2 separate regions of the Mus musculus genome follow, and region 2 is linked to region 1. The links are chromatin contacts, called in public Hi-C maps. All regions are on one chromosome and are shown on one strand. The core of a region is the stretch at or near the end of the contact, and the rest is flanking DNA. Distances in the headings are between cores, read along the strand shown. Region 1 holds the start of Sh2d1b1 (SH2 domain containing 1B1). Region 2 overlaps Atf6 (activating transcription factor 6).

Region 1 (2,727 bases), core at 27-2,526:
CTCAGGAAAATCCAGCTGAGGTGTATATTTCACATATCAAGCAGACCTGGCCTCCAGGTTCTCCCAGCATCCCCCAGTCCCTTCCTAAGAACTTTCCAGCCACGGGGCTGGGCATCCCCTCCCCCAGAAGAAGCTCCTTCCCATGTAATGAACACATTTTGTTCTCCCTCCCTCTCTTCCTCCCTTTCTCCCTCCTCCTCCCTTCTCTATCCTCCCCCTCTTTCTCTCTTCTCCCCTCCCTCTCTCTCCCCCCCTCTTTCTCTCTTCTTCTCTGTCTCTATCTCTGCACATGCATGCCCATTCTCTCTCTCTTTCTCTCTTTTTCTCTTTCTTTTACTTCCTCCTCTCTTCTCTCTCTTTCTTCATGGAGACTTCCCTGACCCTAATTCCTTGGGACCAGTGGTTTCCCATACTTCCCATACTGAATTCATACTGTATTCTGAGTTAAGGCCAATCTCCCCCCCCACACACACACACACACTCTGAAGTCACCATTGCATCAATCTCTACACCTGTGAAGAGGACCCTGAATAAAGTCTTCCTCCATGTCTGTAACAGGCATGATAAAGGGTTTGGTGTTGCTCAATTTCTTCATCTATAAAATGACAATGGATCCTGCTTGTCTCATAAGAGCACAAAATAAAGGATAAAAAGAAATGAGGAAATGCAGTTTGGTAAAGCCCTTTATCAACCTGAAAGCATATGAAATCTTAGCATTTTAAATACTGCAAGTGAATGCAGCCAACCAACCTTTCATGCAATAGTAAAGCCCCCCCCGCCCCCGCCCCCGACCTTCTCCACATCACATAAAGAGGCACGCAGAGAAAATGCTGCTATGTCCGTTCTTTCTCCCCATCACCTTCTCTCCTTCCTTCCTTGTCTACCCTCTTCTGTTGTCTCAGACTCTGCTCATGTGGCATGCACAATTGAGAGAGGAAGGCCGGCAGAAGAGCTGGGCAGGGACATCCTTCTGTCCTCTCCTGGCAGTGCCTGGCCCATTCCTATTCCAAAATAGAATGAGATACAACTCCCTGAACATATGGCTGCCATCAGGGTTCGCCTGCATGAAGATGAGGATACTCACGAGACACAGAGGCACAGGGCTCCTGGCACAGACTCGCTGTCTCTTATCAGAAAGTTGCCATCCACACCTCCCTTGAGGAGCAGGGCTTCACACTCTCGCTTGGTCAGGCAGCCATGGTAGTAAGGCAGATCCATGGAGGGTTGTTATGTTTAAACCGCCCTGTCACCCTGAGATCAGTCCCAGGCCAAGGAGGTGCTGTGAAGAGGGAAGTGAAGAGGAGTGGAAGGTCTGTTCCTCCACTGTGGTCTAAACAAATGAGGTTGCTCTGTAGGGTTCAGTTTTACAAGACACAGGAAATGAGAAGGGAGGGAAATGGAGTGACCACGATACTTCAGCCTAGGGGTGGGTGGCTCAAATATGACTCACACAAGTGGGTGAGTATACCTTCTACCTGAGTCAGTGCTGTTTGTGGCTGGAGCAGCAGCACTAAAATCAAGCTCCCTAGGGACAGGTTACAGAATATCACCCCTTCTGGCTTCTGGCTTCCTAGGGGCCAAACCACTAACCCTGCTGCACTAGGTATCCATTTCTGTTTGGGCTTTTTCTGATCATGCTCTGCATTAATGGCCATCTATTCAAAAGTAAGCTTCCCTAATGAAGGTTGAGAAATGCCCTGCTCTGTGGATAGAATTGTGATAAGTCATTAAGGAGTTGGTTTAATACCATGTCCATTTAACAAAATAATAGTAGCAGGTTCTCCCCTAAGTACAAGGACCTCTCTAGCCATGGGTTCTTGGCTCCAATAATACTGTCAAGATTGAATCTCTTTTTTTGGGTGCATCCATCATAGAAGACTACTTGGATAAGTGTTTAAGCCAATAGAAAGTATTGCCAGGCAGTGGTGGTGCATGCCTTTAATCACAGCACGTGGGAGGCAGAGGCAGGCAGATTTCTGAGTTCGAGGCCAGCCTGGTCTACAGAGTGAGTTCCAGGACAGCCAGGGCTACACAGAGAAACCCTGTCTCAAGAAACCAAAAACCAAAAATCAAAAGAAAGAAAGAAAGAAAGAAAGAAAGAAAGAAAGAAAGAAAGAAAGAAAGAAAGAAAGAAAGAAAGAAAGAAAGAAGGGAGGGAGGGAGGGAGGGAGGGAGGGAGGGAGGGAGGGAGGGAGGGAGGGAGGGAGGGAGGGAGGGAGGGAGGAAGCAAGGGGGGAGGGAGGGAGTGGGAGGGAGGGAGGGAGGGAGGAGTTAAGGAAGGAAGGAAGGAAGGAAGGAAGGAAGGAAGGAAGGAAGGAAGGAAGGAAGGAAGGAAGGAAGGAAGGAAGGAAGGAAAGAATTTGTTACCTAGCCAGAAAATACACTGGGTGTTTGGGATCCCAGTGTATCCCTGAGCATTTTGGGGGGTGTGACTTTTTAAGAACAAAACCACATCCTGAGTTAACACACTTTAGAAAGAACAGTTAGCTTGAAGCAGACATACAAAGTGCAGAAGGCAAGGTTAGTACCTTTAGAGACTTTACCAGATCTATGGACTTTAAAGGATTAGGTCTTTATTCTGTATTGGCCAAGTGGTTCTTAACCTGTGTGTCATGGGTCATACATCAGATATTTGCATTCTGATTCATAATAGTAGCAAAGTTATAGTTATGAAGTAGCAATGGAATAATTTTATGATTGGGGATTACCACCATGTAAGTAACTCTA
Region 2 (2,886 bases), core at 85-2,584, 520 kb before region 1:
GAGAGCTGGTATTAATTTTTACCTCAGGACATAGGGCATCAGGCTTAAATCACAGTTGTCTTCTAGTAAACAGGAAAGGGTGGTTTCCGCTTGAGGCATCGGCCACAGTGTCTTTAGGAATTCTCATCAACTCTAGCTTCCAGCATTGCTCTTTCCTGTAGTGATTTATTTGCTGAAATTTCTTTTATCTGTATAGGACGGCTTGCAGAGAGCCTGGATCTCTGACTGTCTTTGGGTTAATAGGGTCTGATTGTCTCCAGATTGCATGCTCGCTTAGACTCTCCCCTTCTTTTCTTCCTCTAACCCTGTCCTGTCTACCCTTGCATTTCTCCTACCTGATAGTTTTCTTCTCTGTATTTCTAGCTGTTAGAACAAAGCTAACCAGCCCAGGTATGCAGAAATCATTGCTAGAGATTAATCATATGGAGAGAAAATTACAGGTCAAAAATACAGTTTTGAAATCAATTTTGGAATTCCTGGTATTATTAAGTATGCAGGTGTGATTTTCAAATAACCTGTGTGTGTGTGTGTTCCATATAACTTTAGCTTCCACTTCTTTTCTCTCATGTGTGCCATACTCAGAAATCATTACTTTTATTCTGAAATTAGTTGTGTGTTGAGGGTGACTTGGGGGGCATGTGTTCATTGTGGCAAATCTTGGCTAAGTGAGTCACTCCCTAAAAGACTTTTCCTTCTGCATTGTTAGAGTTTTTACCCTCCCTCCCTCCCTCCCTCCCTCCCTCCCTCCCTCCCTCCCTCCCTCCCTCCCTCCCTCCCTCCCTCCCTCCCCCCTCCCTTCCTTCCTTCTTTCCTTCCTTTTTTGACTGGCTGCTGTTCGTAGTATTAGGGATTCCGTGCAGGGCTTTGAATAGGCAAGTACTCTACCACTGTGGTATTTCCTTGCCCCTGGATAATTGAGACAAACTCTTGCTCTGTAGCACATGCTGGCTTTGAACTTGTGATCTCCTGCCTTCGCCTCCTGTGTGCAAGCTTATCCTGCCCACTCAGTCTTCCTTCTTCCTTTCTGATTTTCCTTGTAAGCTTCTCCTTTGTCCAGATCCCAAGCTTTAAAGCTGTGAACTCTGTTTATGTCCTGCTAAAGTGACTCATCTGTACCACAGCCTCCAGATGCGTAAACACGGGTGATTCTCAAATTTCCGTTCACAGATCGGACTTCTCATACACATGCTCACATACCCAGTCATGTCTTGACTTTTTTCTTTTCCATATTTAACTAATATTTGGTTTTGGTACAATTCTCAGGCTTAAGGATAAGTTGAGGTATCTCACTTCTCACTTAGTAACTTCCCTTTTATTCAGCAAGTCCTAATTATGAGCCGGACTCTGGCTTCCTGACTTCCTCTTCTGTCTGTCCCACGTGCCCAGAGCTCTTCAGCAGCTTTCCTTCTGAGTCTTTTTCTCACTTGCTTTTGTCTCGTATACTCTTCCCCTAGTTTCTGCGCAGCTGGTTTCCTCTTGTCTTTTAGCCTTGCCATCTATGATCCTTTCCCTAGTTTTATCTGAAGTAGATCCTGCATACTTTGCTGTTTGAGTCCTGTGCTGCTTTTACAACAGTTAATATGGTTTTGCTGTATTTTATGCATTTGTTCTCTTGGGTTTGCTCTGCTTTTCCTGTTAGCTCTTTGAGAATAGACTGTTGCTCTCTCTTGGGTTACCCAGCACATAGGTGCCGCTCCACAAATATTGAATGAATAAGTAAAAAGCATGAAGCCTACCATGTTCACTTGTATATATATATATATTTTTGTATTTTAGCATACCCAATTTGTAAATTCATAGTATCTTATAAAAAAATACAGAAGATTTCTTAGTGAGCTAGATTAAGATACAGACTGAAGGATGTACACAGTAGTAAATGGTCCTGGTTCATAATCTGATTTTCAACTCGTACTCTAGGTAGGAATCATGTGACATAAAACAGTAGCAAAGGGACAAACGTGTACTTTTTAAGTTATTGAGTAACTAGTCATTGTCATTTAGTGTTTTGTTAGTGATTCAAGGTCATCCATGGTTTTAAAATTTTTGTCCAGCTTTTCAACTTTGTCATTTTTCTCCTGCCAAACATTTTAGGTCTTCCTCTACCCCCACTTCACACAAACTTGCTTGGAGAGACTGAGTTTGTTGACACAGTATGGCAAATGACCACAAACCTGTAGCCTTGTCATATAACAATCATGTCTTTTCCTGTCGACTGCTAACTCAATTAATTTCTCCTCCACTCCAGCAATAGGGAAGTTTATTGAATTCACACACAGCAGGTGCTGCCCAGTAAATAGTAGCTAAGCAAATGTGAATTACTCTGCCAGCTCTTAGAAACTGAGAGAATGACAGTCCACCATATGGTTTATATTTAATTCTTTCTGTTATGTTCATTTCAATCTTACAACATGTTTAATTTGGTATATGTTTATTTTAATGAAAACTGACAGTAGTAAGCTTTATAAAATTTATGATACAAGGAAATGATTTTTGTCTGTCTTTGTTTCAGCTATGATCACTCTGTGTCCAATGACAAAGCTTTAATGGTGCTAAGTGAAGAGCCATTGCTTTATATGCCTCCACCTCCATGTCAACCCCTGATTAACACAACAGAGTCTCTCAGGTAACGGGTGTGGACTGGTGCAGAAACTACCGAGTGGCCTCCCATGGCAAACTTCAAACTTAGCAAAGCATTTCTTCAGCTTTAGTAAGAGGCCAAGAGAATCTGACTTGCATTGGATAACTGCAAGCCAGGATAACAATTGTCCAGGTAGCGATGGTGATGGGTCCATTCATTGTGATGGTCATCTGCTTAGGTGGGTCTTGTTTGAATGAAAGGATGAAGTGAATGTTAAAATTTAGGGTAAGGCTAGACTTGTGGACTTA

Evidence for each region. Hi-C and Micro-C count contacts between places; a contact is called where the count stands out from the background.
Region 2: a contact with region 1 is called in a Hi-C map of bone marrow-derived macrophages, with 12 read pairs. The contact joins the enhancer-like site here to the promoter of Sh2d1b1 in region 1. A contact is called at or near these places in 6 of 39 promoter capture datasets (cranial neural crest, frontonasal cranial neural crest, hippocampal neurons and 3 more), 3 of 484 Hi-C or Micro-C datasets (bone marrow-derived macrophages, cortical neurons and embryonic stem cells), 1 of 115 datasets of contacts at active chromatin or transcription factors (bone marrow-derived macrophages) and 2 of 9 other capture datasets (embryonic stem cells and macrophages).

What each region holds. Positions count from the first base shown.
Region 1 is chr1:170,275,867-170,278,593 of GRCm38.p6, reverse strand. Sh2d1b1 (SH2 domain containing 1B1) reads right to left here and starts at 1,276. Exons shown (of 4, transcript NM_012009.5): 1 at 1,085-1,276. The coding sequence starts at 1,218.
Region 2 is chr1:170,794,394-170,797,279 of GRCm38.p6, reverse strand. Atf6 (activating transcription factor 6) reads left to right here. Exons shown (of 16, transcript NM_001081304.1): 11 at 2,510-2,623. Among named protein-coding and RNA genes, the nearest start is that of Gm25235, 37 kb to the left of the region's middle. Within about 2 kb of position 1,334, at least 71 of the 459 cell types and tissues checked have an H3K27ac peak or open chromatin away from gene starts, as enhancers often do. A contact at or near this core is called in bone marrow-derived macrophages, where this site is marked.